2 separate regions of the Canis lupus genome follow, and region 2 is linked to region 1. A link is a contact called in public Hi-C data. All regions are on one chromosome and are shown on one strand. The core of a region is the stretch at or near the end of the contact, and the rest is flanking DNA. Distances in the headings are between cores, read along the strand shown.

Region 1 (6,449 bases), core at 1,927-4,426:
ATCTGAATGAGCCCTTTGTTGGGGAACCTCTAGAAATCAAAAGTGTCAGATCATTCCTCCTGGGCTGGTCATTCCCCAGAGAAGAAACTTCGAATTTGCTGAGGATTTGCCTATTCAATCTTAAGTGGAAGAATGGGAGCCTTGCATTCAGCATTCTATATACCAAATTCACTTAATTTGTTTCCAGTGTGATTCTTACATACTTAGTATAGGTGAGGACACTCCAGTGCAGAGAATAGTATTATTTGGTCAGAAATAAATCTCCATGCTTCTATGGGAGTGAGAAGTGCAATCCCTCTAGAGGTGTTTTTCAAATAGTTTTCACTTAATCTCTGATTTACTTCATTTTTCATTTCCAATTCCATTGTCTTTGTTCCAATGCCTTTGGAGAATTATGCAGTATAAATCGGGCTTTTCTGGTGTGTTGAGTCACATTCATTCATCTGGTTTGCAGCTCCCAAAATTTTACTGATGTCATCTCTCTCATTTTTCCAGTTTATTTTTATATCCCTTCACTGAAGATCAGTGGAGTTTTGAAAGGGAATGAAATTAGAAGGGTTCATTTTTAAACTACTATATTAATAGCTAATTTCAATTCAAAAAAATTTTTTTTCCCTGAGAGCCAGTTTCCAGTGGTTTAATCTTATTGAAGAATGGCTCTTAAGAATCACATGCTTTAAAAATGATTCTAAATCTACACAGACATACTGTCAAATTGCAAATTATAGCCTGTTTAATTTTCTGGCAAGGAACACAGCTTTAACTCCAAATTTGTAATTTGTTAAAGCTTAAACTGTCCTTTTAAGCTATTGCCTTTTTAAAAAATCATACATAATAGAGGATTAGCCCAGCAAAAAAAATGTAGCTGGTTTGACTAGAGCAAAATTGTCTTGTTCTTTGATATGCTGATTTACAGAAATTAAGGCAGTTTATCATTATTATTTTATGTTGTCCTTCAGGCATTTAAGTTTATTAGCCATTCGGAGAAAGTTCACTCTGGGTTCACAATTGGTGAAATTAAAATGCAGCAGGGACCTGGGGCTGCTCCTTAACCCTACATGAAGTTATGGAGGTTACTTGTAAAGAGCCAAACTATTAGGCTGAGAGAAGCCCCCTATCATTCTGAGACAGTGTGTGGTGGGCAAGGGGAAGAAGCAACAATCGCCACTGATAGCTTTTTTCCAATGACTGTGAGCTAAGGAGTTCAGACTTAACTAACTCCAGTCCTGGGTTAACTATGAATTGTCATTTTACTGGTGGCCAAAGCTGTTGTTAATTCTTCCTCATGAAGTTCGGATGGCAATAAAAGCTGAAGGAAAACGGGCAGAGAAAAGCAGTGCAATGTTACTGTTTATTGGTTTCTGGTAGATTTTGACTTCAAACAGCTTCAAACAGGAAAGTGTGTTTTCCCGAATTGGTTAAGCCTAAAAAAGCTTCATGTAAAAAACTCTTAACACCAGATCCAAAGGATAGGTCATCAGAACTAGGTGTCAAAAGATTTTTACGCCTTAAGACTGACATTTGGCTTGGTCAAGGCATCCTAGGAAGCCAGATTATAGGAGTTGAAAGGAGCATAGTATCCCGAATGGGTGGATACTATGCCTGTCTGAAGGCAGAACAGGAAACCGCCCTTTCACTTAGCAGCTTGCAAGAAAAGTCCTAGAGGAGAACCAAAGTCACGGGGATAGTTTTTACAGCATAGTGTCCCTAAAACAGTCTAGTATGTTCTTTTTAACACATCACTAGCAATCCCTCCTCCCTAGGAGGGAGGTGGCTTAGAGTGAGAGCGTGACCAAGTCCTCTTCCCTACAGGTAATTTCGCCCATCAATCCAAATTGAGTTGACTGAGGTTTTATAAACACTAGAACAAAAACTCACTTCCATAGCAAATGGCTTCAAACTTTATATGAAGTGGACATTAAGATGTTTTTTATTTTGCAGGGGTTGGGGGATGGGATGTCATATTTTACAACCTGGATTTCTGTTACAGTGGGAGTAACAACACCTCAGCCCACAAAGACTGGCTCAGTAATACTTATTTACTAATACATGTAGTCAATAAAGTTGAAAGGGAGAGAACATTATAAAACTACAATTCAGAGATAAGAAACGGATGCCAGTGATTTTAAAGTATTCCATGTTGGAACGCCCGGGTTGCTCAGCGGTTGAGCGTCGGCCTTTGGCTCCAGGGCGTGATCCTGGAGTCCTGGGATCGAGTCCTGCATCGGGCTCCAGGCATGGAGCCTGCCTCTCTCTCTCTCTCTCTCTGTGTCTCTCATGAATAAATAAATTAAAAAAAAAAAAAGGTATTTGATGTTTTGTCTTGCTAAAACATGGCCCTAAAGTCAAAGAATTGAGATTTTGGAGGAGCTTAATTTCTTAATTTCTTCTAGTTTTCCTGCTGGTCTAAGTTGCCAGTGGTTTACTCATGTGGGGAGGAGACTGAAATTCTGAAGGTTATGCTCCTGGCTGGTACAATCAGCCTGTGACCTTGGGCTGAAGGAGTCTTGCTAGGCCTCAGTGACCTCCAACTGTAGGAAATCCTTTACCCAGGAATTGCTTCAGGTAATTTCCAGTCTTGTTGAAGAGCCGCCCTGAGGAAAAACGGCATGACATAGCTTTGCACAGAAAGTAAACTGCACCCTGTGCAGAGAGAAGAATCCAAAGGTCATTAATTCCAAAATAACCAACCCTCTCAGAACCAAGTGGTTTGCCTCCCTCCCTAAACTGCCAGTCGGGCCCATCCCCCTCCTCGGGCCTAAGCTGCGGTGGAAGAGGCGGCCCCCTCGAGTGGGTGTCAGTCACATCACGCAGTCGCGTAGCCGCCGGCTCCCTTCCTTCTGGAATCCCTCACACACAGATGCGTCCCAACACACTCCTAGTGAGAAAGAGACCGTCAGCGTCGGAAGGCGTTCAGAACCCCCCGTGCCACACCTGACGGGCCCTGCCCAGACCATACTTCACCGCCTCCAGACCCCAGGATCTGGGAAAAGAAAACGCCCCGGCGGCCGCACTCACGCACTTTCCGGCAGGCACAGCCTTTACGGCCTCCGACCGCTTCGACTCCGGGATCTGTCAACCGCAAAGCAGGGTGGGTGTGGGTGTCCGGGAGCCAGTCAGGGAAGGGGGCGGGGCGCCTCCCGGAAGAACCCCAGCGCGATTGCGCGGACCCGTACGTGAGGATTTGCGCCCTTTCCCCTGGGCGCGAGTGGGCGGGGCTTGTCGTCCTGACAACGCGGGAGCGTTCGTCCGCACGACGACTCTGAGCTCCGATTTGGCCGCCTGCAGAGGTTGTGCTCGCTGCAGAATGGTGAGCAAGGAAAAGTGTGTGTGTGTGTGTGTGGGGGGGGGGGGCAGGTGAAGGGGCGAGCAGTGATTCACCCGTGTTAAATGATGTAATAAGAGCCTGACATGTTTTAGAGGGGAGCGGGTGGGTTTAAGAAAGAACCCTTACCCCCGTGGGGAACCAGCCTCCGTGATGTGTGGTCTTCCCGTCCGGGATGAGTCGCAAACCGGCGTTTGCACACGGGACGGTCAGTGCGGTCCAGTAGTGTCCTAACCTCGCACTGCTGCTACGTTTCAGAATTGGCCTCACCTTGGTAATTTCTGAGAATGCTCGACGTTTCCATCAAATTGCTTTTTTTTCATTGGCAGCTTGGCGAAAATGTGTTTTTGCGCCTCCTCGGTAGTTCATGAACAACCGTTGGAATTAACGCTTCTTTGAAAAGTTATTCTATGTGGTCTTTTGTGGGAATACGAATTGCTTTGTGACTCGAGTTACTCCGCTTGCCTTGAATTTATTAAATATAATAAAGCTGCTTGTCTTAATGAACTCCTCAGCTGTCATGTCTTTTTCAAGAACACAGACCAACCTGCCCGTATGAAATTATCTCTGTTCCCATTTTCTTAAACGTGACTTCCGTTTTCTATGATTAAAACCAAAGGAAGTAGGAAATGTATTTAATTCGTTAACTAAGGGGAAATACGGGGTACATTCTTTGCATTTGACACTAGGCTAGAAGTAGGGATCTAAAAATGAATATTACAAACCCTCCCTGCTGTTGGAGACAGGCTAACCAAGTAAGAATACAGGTTTTTAACTGTAATATTGAAATGTCTACAATGGAGTAAGATTAAATTGGAAATGATGAAATTGGGGTGGGAAAGGGCACAGAAAGGGAAGAACAATGCTTTTCAAACTGTGTTTTAAAGTATGAATATGAGTTTACCAGAATTGATGGAGAATGGTCATGTGAGAAGAACCAGAAGTATATGGACATTAAGCTGACTTAAAGCTGCTGATAAATTGAGGGAACAATAAGCCTCTATTTTCCAATGGAACACAAATTTCATCTTATCATTCTAGCAACGTTTTTCAAAATGTTCCTGGAATATTTGCTTCTAACATCTGGAATACTTGTTAAGATTCAGATTCCAGCAACATCCTGGACTCCAAACAAATCTACTGTATTAGTTTCCAGGGCTGCCAAGTAACAAAGTGAAACAAAACGGCTTAAGCAGTAGAAACTTACTGTTGGCTGAAAACTCTGGTGGCTGATAAATCCAAGATCAAGGTATTTCCAGGCCTCTGCTCCTTTTGCAAGTGGAGGCATCTGTTCAGACCTCTTTGCTTGCTTCTGGTAGTTCTTGGCTTGTGGCAACATACCCCCCCACTCGTTATATGGTGTTCTTTATGTGTGCATGTCTGTGTCCATATTTCTCCTTTTTATAGGGATACCAGTTATAGTGGATTAAAGGCTATCCTATTCCATTTTGATCTCATCTTAATTTAACTAATTACATCAACAACAACCCCAGTTCCAAATAAGATAAGATTTGGAGATACCGTGGGATAGGATTTCAATGTACAAATTTTGCGGGGATGCAGTTCAATCCATAATATCTACTGAACCACAATGGGGAGGGAGAAGTGTGTACACTTTTACTGCAGAAATATGCATTTTTTTAACAAGCTCTCTGAACTTTGAGAGCTACAGTTGACTCTTGAATAACACTGATTCACTCTGAACCGCAGGAATCCACTTATAGGCAGATATTTTTAGGCTAAATACAGTCTAATACTGTTAATGTATTTTTAATCATTTTGTTAATAATTCTTTTCTTAAGCTTATTTTGTCATAGTATATAATACATATAACATACAAAATATGTGTTAACTGTTTACGTTATGAGTAAGTCTTCTAGTCAACAATAGGCCATTAGTTAAGTTTTGGGGGAGTTAAAAGTTATATGTGGATTTTTGACTGCATGGGGGTCAGCACTCCAACCCCTGTGTTGTCCAAGGGCCAACTGTACTCTACTACATGATGCTTTTATGATTTGCAGGAGGGGTTAGGATAAGGACATTAAAAGCACTAGTGAGAGATGATAATTTGCCCATCTTAAAACATGGCTACTTGAGAACAGGAACAGCATATTCTGCTATATAGTACTTTTTTCAAGATGTAAGTCTATTAACTATTAATTGATAGCAAATATGATAATAAAAATAGAACCCAATTGTAAAAATTTTATGAGAGCAAAGTCTCTGCTATTCCTCTTTATATCATCTCCAGTGTCCCAGAGCACCCTGTGTGCAAATCACTAATAAATACTTGCTAAATGAATTAATGAAATAAATGTACTTTCAAGAAGATAAAATCTACTGGTTCATGTCAGTTTCAACAATTATATTTAATACAGTGATAATCTTATAGCTTGAACCAGTAATTTCTCCTGGATAGGTCTTCAGATGTGGAATGCACATAATCTCATAGTCACATGATTTCCTACATCTTTTCTCCCTATTAGAAATCTTATGAACTCATGAGCCTAATCAGGAAATTACAAGTAGTATTAATTGAAAAACACATGTAATGATAATCCTAATAAATATTTATTGCAATCCTGGGCTTTCCAAAATAATTTCCAAAGAGGAATAGATCTGCTTTAAAACATGTTGCTGAACAGAATCATTTTATCATAGCTTTGCCTGATTTAAATAACTGACTCTTTGTCTATACAACCAACAATCTAATTTTACAGAAAGATTATTTATTTATTTATTTATTTATTTATTTATTTATTTATTTATTTATTTTTAGAAAGATTATTTATTTATAATTTCCACACTTTCAAATTTGACATCAGTGCCAATATTTAGTCAATCACTTATTGTTCCTTGGAGCCTTTTAAATCAGTACCTCCCTGATTGCTACTCTGGTAGCAGGTAGTGGTAGGTCATTTCATTATATATAAGACACTGAGTGACTGTCAAGAAAGAGTGTAAGATTTAAAAAGTGTATAATTCAAAAAGGTGCTTTAGTAGGTGAACTATTTTAGTTTCACCTAGACCTGCTTATAGTTTTGTCTAAATTCTTTTTAAAAAGACTTTATTTTGAGGTAATTTTAGATTTACACGAAAGTTGCAAAGATGATGCAGAGAGTTT
Region 2 (6,449 bases), core at 1,390-3,889, 160 kb before region 1:
GCCTCTGCAACTGAGAATTGAGAACAACGGAATAATCCGTGATCATTATCTGTATGTTTCTATAAAGGGTGGTAAAGTGCTTATTGTGAAGAACACAGCTGAAATGCCCATATTAGCATTTACAGCGGGAGACATGCACCTCCCTTATCGCTTCATTTGTGGTTTACCAGTTATCCTCTTACCTCCTACTGACTCAAAGCTGTACCAGCAGCTACCCTCCGAATGTTCCTTCCTCAAGATGAGCCTCTCTAAAAAATGAGAGCCAGTGCAAGTGGCAGCTGAGATGTGCAGCTTTCAACTTACACAGTTACTTGGAGCTTTTTAAAAATCTCTTTTCATCTGGGCATACTAATAAGGAAACCAACAAATGAATTAGCAGGAAAAAAAGTAACATTAAAAAAACTTAAGGGAAAGGGAAAATACTGTATAAATGCAATAAATATACAGATACTACAATAAAATGGCAGTCTTAATAGCAAAGAGATGATTACCAAGAAGGCAGAGATTATAAATGCATTCATACTTGGCTTGGGAAATTAGAAACACTAATTAACACTAATTAAGATGGATGGAAACAAGTTGAGAAGAGAAAGGCTGGTGTAAGATGATTGCAAGTAGACGGTCACCAAATCAACTTTGATGATTCACACTAAAATTATTGGAAAAAGCATTTCGATGATTAAGACACTTTTTTCTTACATTAGTCCCTGTGAATGTAGGGAATAATGGTTGTGAAGCAAGTCCGTCTTTTGTTCTAATGTGGATTTTAAAGCATAAACCGACTCGCAGTACCATGGGCACACCCCAAGTGTTTTACTTTTCAGGCGCATTGCCCATAATCCGTTTGGCAGCAGGGGGCGCTCTTCTGTTAAAATCCGAAATTTCTTTTTAAAAAGCTTTTAGGGTAGCACTTGCTTTAGCATCCAACGAACAGCAGTTAAAGTATCGTTTTCAAACAACGAGAGTACGTTTGAGCTTTGGGCTTCATTTAGGGGAGAAGGATAGCAAAGTGTAACGTTTATGAAATAGATTTTAATGAGAGCGTTGGTTTTAGCGCATGCTTACTCTCTTCTGAATAAATGTATTCATCCCGCCAATATTTACTGAGGTGCAAGATCCCAGCCTATGGATCTTCCAGCAGCCATCCCCTGGGGCTTGGATAGTGTTGTTACAGGAAGGCTTGGAACTTTAGAAAATGCTGTGTGCGCTTTCAGGGAAGAACATCTTAAAACAAAGAGAAGGAATTAAGTCATCACCTTTATCCCACTCAGATGTAAAGAATTCACTGTGTAAAATAGATCCTACCCAAGGTGTTTGGAACAAACAGCAGAAAGTCCCCACCCTCAGTTCACAACCTGCAGAGATAAATGATTTTGAAACATCCGACTATGAATATATGACACTATCTGCATTTTTCCTCGCCTGATCTACAGCTCTTTTCTGGACAGAACCTTCTGTGCCCTTCTACAGTCCACAACATAGGATTGCTTCCTGGTTTGCAAACCGTGGTCGGTTCCTCCCTCCCTGACCTTCCCCACCACCGGCTCCCAGAGCGAACCAACCCCGGGCAGGGTCAAGTTGCTGCACATTTTCAATTGCTACAAGAGATTCTCTTCTGCAAGAACCGTGGGGAAAGTTTCCGGATAGCCGTTTGGATTAGCTAACTGGCTCATTTAAAAAAAAAAAAAAAACTAAAGACTGAAACGAGGAGGCATCCTACATCTTGCATCTTCCGAACCCTCCTTGTTTCATTTTCAAGCTCATGAGGTCTTCTCAGTGATCATGTATGCAAAAGCCATTTTTGAACACCCCAAGTCGCAAGTCATTGGACAGGACTCTCGATGCGAGTCGCACTCCCACGTGGTGCCTCTGCGATCCACCTTGAGCGTTTGCTCGGGTTATAAACCCTTAAAACTTGGTGCCTTTTCTTTCGGATAAAAGCAAAAAAAAAAAAAAGTCTAAAAGGGCGGGCCTCCGGCTTCCCCAAAGTGATCCTTCTGGGAAGCAATCTGCATCCCGCAGCACTGCTGCACCGCCCGAGACCTACAGGGCCCGCAGCGCTGGCGGCGCCGCCCGCCGCCCGGCCGCCCCGCAGCCCCTCCGCGGTCCCCGCGCGCCGCCGGCGGAGGAGGGGCGCTCGCGGCCGAGGTCGCCGCCCGGTTGAGCAATCCGCCTATGCAAATAAGCAGGATCACGACAGCCAATGGGAGGCCGCCTCTGCCCTGACGCGCGCGCCCCGAGCCCGTAGTATTTATAGATCGTATTTAAAGAGCCCTTGGGAGTCTCCCCGGGCTCGGCTGGGCGGCGGCGGCGGCGGCGGCGGCGGCGCATTTAGCCCGGCGCGTGCGGTGGCGGAGCGGTCGCTGCCGGTCCCATCCCAGTGGGGGTGTCGGACGTGGGGGGGCGTCCGAGCACGCTCCGCGGCGGTTTTTACCCACTTCCCAGCCTCGGTGTCTGGAGAGGGGGAGGAAATGCTGCAGCTTCGGCAATAGTTTGACTTAAAACAAAGGCAGGGATGTGGGATCTCCCAGCCCCCGGGGCGGGCGCGCGGGGGGGGGGTGGCTGAGAAGGGGGCAGAACGTTTGAACCGACCCCGCCCCGGCCCCACACTTGAGCCCCGAGCGGGCGCCGTTTCCTGGCGCTGGGCTGTGCTCCGCAGAGGGCGGCCTTCCTGGGGGGAGGGGAGGGCGATAGGGCCCGAAAAGCCCAAAGCCGTGGAATTCGGGGGCGGGGCTAGTGGGCCAGTCAAAGCGTCCTCGCGGAAAATAAATGGCAAGATAGTGGCAATGATGATCTCGGCGCGCGGTCGGCGGATCTCCAGGCTCCCCGCCAGCGGGCTGCACGCTGCAGCGCGAGAGCAGGAAGCTGGCATTACGTCAGAGCAGCGGAGAGCCCCGAAGTGCAGCCGTTGCGTTTGCAGGGCTGGCCGGCTTCCTCCCCCACATTTCCCCCTTTGAGTTCTTGGAGAGGCCTGGCCGGCCGCGGCCCGGGGTGCTGGGCGCTGCGGGGCTTCGCCGCAAAAGGGGAGGGGGGCGTCCGGGCAGCCCCGAGCTGCTGCGCGTCGCCCTCCCCCGCCGGCTTCTTAGAAGCCACAGCCAATTCCTTTCGAAGGTAGCCCGGCGCTCAGCTGGAGGTCCTAAATTCCGGGGGGGCGGGGGGGCGGCGCGGAGGGCTGGGCTGCTGTCCTGGGGCGGCGCCGGCGCACGTCGACCCCAGCCGAGGGGCGGCTGGTGGAGGAGAAGGCCCAGCCACGTGTAGGAAGGGACGAGGGCCCCCCACCCCCCCACCTTGTCAGGGCCTGGGCACAGGAAACCATCATCTGGGGCCGGGTCAGCGCTCCTTCGACCCCTCCTGACCGACGTGAACCGGCAGAGTGTTGTGAATGAGCACAGTTTTGCCTTTGGGCGTGTGGAGCGGGCCGCGAGCTTCACCTGCGCCGCTGCTCCTCCGCTCCCCGGGTCGGGGTCATTACGAGGTAACCTTGGCAACCGGTTCCAGGCTCCGGCCCGCTCCACCCCTGGGCAAAGCTTAACACGCACACAAAAAAGGTGGTGACGATAGCTAATGATTGTTGACTGTTCTGTGCAAATGCAGCTTGCTCAGGGCTTTGTCCGACTTTATCTCCCAGCAGCTGGATGAGGTGCGTGCGTACTATTATCCCCGGTTTACAGATAAGGAAACCGATTCCAAGAACCCGAGCGTCCACCAGGCAGGGGGAGGGGGACGCGGGCAGCCGGACTCCAAAGCCCACAGCGTTAACCTCTCTGGGCCACCTGGAGGGTGGAGGGGAGACGACTGTGGTCTGGGGGAGCTTCCAGGCCCACCGCGCCCCGCACCTTTATTCAGCCCTGATATCCTATGCACTATAATAAACCTGCCCTGGTCATGAGGCACCTGGCCGGCTTAGTCAGTGGAGCACGTGACTCTTGATCTCAGGGTGGTGAGTTCTAGCCCCGTGTTGGGGGTGAAGATTACTTAAAAACCAACCCAAACCTAGTCTTGGTTAAACTGGTGGGTGTCATGTGGCAGGCTTAGCAGGTTTAGTCTCTTTAGATAAGAGAGATCTTGGGAAAACCCAAGTTACCTAAGCTAATTTTCTCATTTGCCCTGTTTGCAACAGTATCTTATAAACTGTTTAATGATTAACTTTATATAGCACCTCATTTTTAGCGCAGGCCATTGGATAATGTGAAATCCTTTTCTCCCCATTAAGCTTATAGGGAATCGAAAGAACTGAGTGAGATTATCATGTAAATAAGGATTGAGGCCACGTTCAGAATTAGCACAGAGCCTAAATCAAGGTCAGAGGAGTCTGGTCTTTGTTTTCCCTGTTGGTTGCCTTATCCTCTTCTCTAGCATCTGGGCAACGGAGCGAGCAGGGAAGGGAAACTGCCTGTGCTTTTGGAAGATTGTGATTAGTGTCTGGGAAGGGAAATCCAAACGAGGAAAGGCTTATAAGGACCTGCTTATACAACCACAACTGTGTACACAGGTATACTTGGGAGATACTGCAGATTCAGTTCCAGATCATTGCAATAAAGCAAATGTCATAATAAAGTGAATCAAATTAATTTTTTGGTTTCCCAGTTTATATACAGGTTATGTTTGCACTATACTGTAGTCTGTTAAGTGTGCAATAGCATTATGTCAAAAAAAATGTTTTCACATTTAGAACTTAAAATATTCTATTGCTGAGGCACCTGGCTGGCTCAGTCAGAGGAATATGCAACTCTTGGTCTCAAGGTTGTGAGTTCGAGTGCCACGTTGGGTATAGAGATCACCTGAATAAAATAAAATACTTCATTGCTAAAAATGCTAACCATCAAAAAAATAAATAAAAATAAATAAATAAAATAAAAATGCTAACCATCATCTGAGCTTCCAGCAGGTTGTAATCAGTGATCACAGGTAATAGATACAGATTTATTTAAAAATAAATAAAAATAAATAAATAAAATAAAAATGCTAACCATCATCTGAGCTTCCAGCAGGTTGTAATCAGTGATCACAAGTACAATAATTAAAAGGTTGAAATACTGCAAGAATTAACCAAAATGTGACAAAGACATGAGGTGAACACATGCTGTTGGAAAAACTCTGCCAATAGACTTGCTCGATGCAGGGTTGCCACAAACCTTCAATTTGTATATATTTTAAAAAATTGCAGTATCTTCCAAGTGCAATAAAGCCAAGTGTAATAAAACAAGGTATGCCTATAATAGAAACAAGTAATTTGAAAGCCAGATGCCTGATAGAAGTTGAAGCTCATTTCTGCCCCATCCCAGCTGGAAGGCCTTAGACACGCTGTGAAATGTGGAACCCAGTTTCCTCGTCTGTGAAATGGAAGGTAACCTGCTACACTTCTGATAGCTTTGCTCCTCACATTCTCCTCTGCTACCTCCTCTAGTTCTTTAAATGCTGGTATTAAAAGATCAAAATCCCTGCCCTCTGCTAGGTCTTTGCTCACTTACACTCTTCCCAGATGATTTTATTCAGGCCACCGGCCCTGCTACCATTGGAACCCTTCTCTCTTGCCCAGCTCTTTTCTCTGAGCTCCAGATCTATGTCTCTGACTATAGGTAAAAGTCCCCACTTGGACACCTCAAACTTAAATGCTCCAAGCTGAACTGGTATCTGCCTCCCAGCCACCTATGGTAAAAGGTCTGCCCTGCCTTTGTATCCCCCCCTCCCCCACTGGTGTTCAAGTCAAAACCTACCTAATCCCTCTTTCCCTTAATCAATACATCCAATTAATGGCCAACTCCTACCATGCATCAAGCTGTTAGCTGTGTTCTGTCTACCAGTCCCTAAAACCTTCTTCACTGTGCAGCCATATCCTCTTCCTCAATCCCCTTCAGTGGCTTCCACTGCCCTCAGAATGAAGCAGGGCATGGGTTACAAAGCCCTTCAGAATAAGATCCAGACCTAGGTATCAAGCTGTTCCTCTTTCTTACACTCCAGCCTTCAGCCATTCTTAAATTGTTTTAATTCTTCGAATAGCACCTGATTCTTTTGTTGTTTTTCCGAGCTTTACCATAAGCTGCTCCTAGAATAAATACTGCCATACCATGTTTTCCCATCCTCTTCCCTCCTAACAGCTCCTACTACTCTTTCAGTTCTCATTGTATGTTACTTCCTCCAGAAAGCTCTTTGACCTCCCCCCAACTCCACTCTAGATGCTTCTGAGCTTGCTCAGTGAACTGCTTTCGCATCATAGCACTTATACACTGCATACTAAGTGCCTTTAAACTTTGCTGAATCTGTGTCCTTATTCATGTGGAAGGGAGAGATATCAGAATCAGGGTGCTTTGTCAACCTGCACCCCCAAACCCTACCCAACCTTCCCCACTCCCAATCTGCCATGAATACGTTTTGAAAATCACAACACAGTGAGCCCCTGGCACTTATGACATTACGGTGTGCCCCTCAAGTGGGCTAGGATGGAAGAA

Evidence for each region. A called contact is a pair of places that touch in the nucleus more often than the background predicts.
Region 2: a Hi-C map of liver shows a contact between it and region 1, with 3 times the contacts expected there. The contact joins the enhancer-like site here to the promoter of ETFRF1 in region 1. A contact is called at or near these places in 2 of 9 Hi-C or Micro-C datasets (liver and skin fibroblasts).

Annotation. Positions count from the first base shown.
Region 1 is chr27:24,234,930-24,241,378 of UU_Cfam_GSD_1.0, reverse strand. It overlaps ETFRF1 (electron transfer flavoprotein regulatory factor 1), which reads right to left and starts at 3,176. Exons shown (of 3, transcript XM_038577093.1): 1 at 3,023-3,176. It overlaps CFAP94 (dynein intermediate chain CFAP94, axonemal), which reads left to right and starts at 3,153. Exons shown (of 16, transcript XM_038577082.1): 1 at 3,153-3,310. The coding sequence starts at 3,308.
Region 2 is chr27:24,395,626-24,402,074 of UU_Cfam_GSD_1.0, reverse strand. No RefSeq gene overlaps it. Among named protein-coding and RNA genes, the nearest start is that of KRAS, 110 kb to the right of the region's middle. Within about 2 kb of position 2,639, at least 18 of the 20 cell types and tissues checked have an H3K27ac peak or open chromatin away from gene starts, as enhancers often do. A contact at or near this core is called in liver, where this site is marked.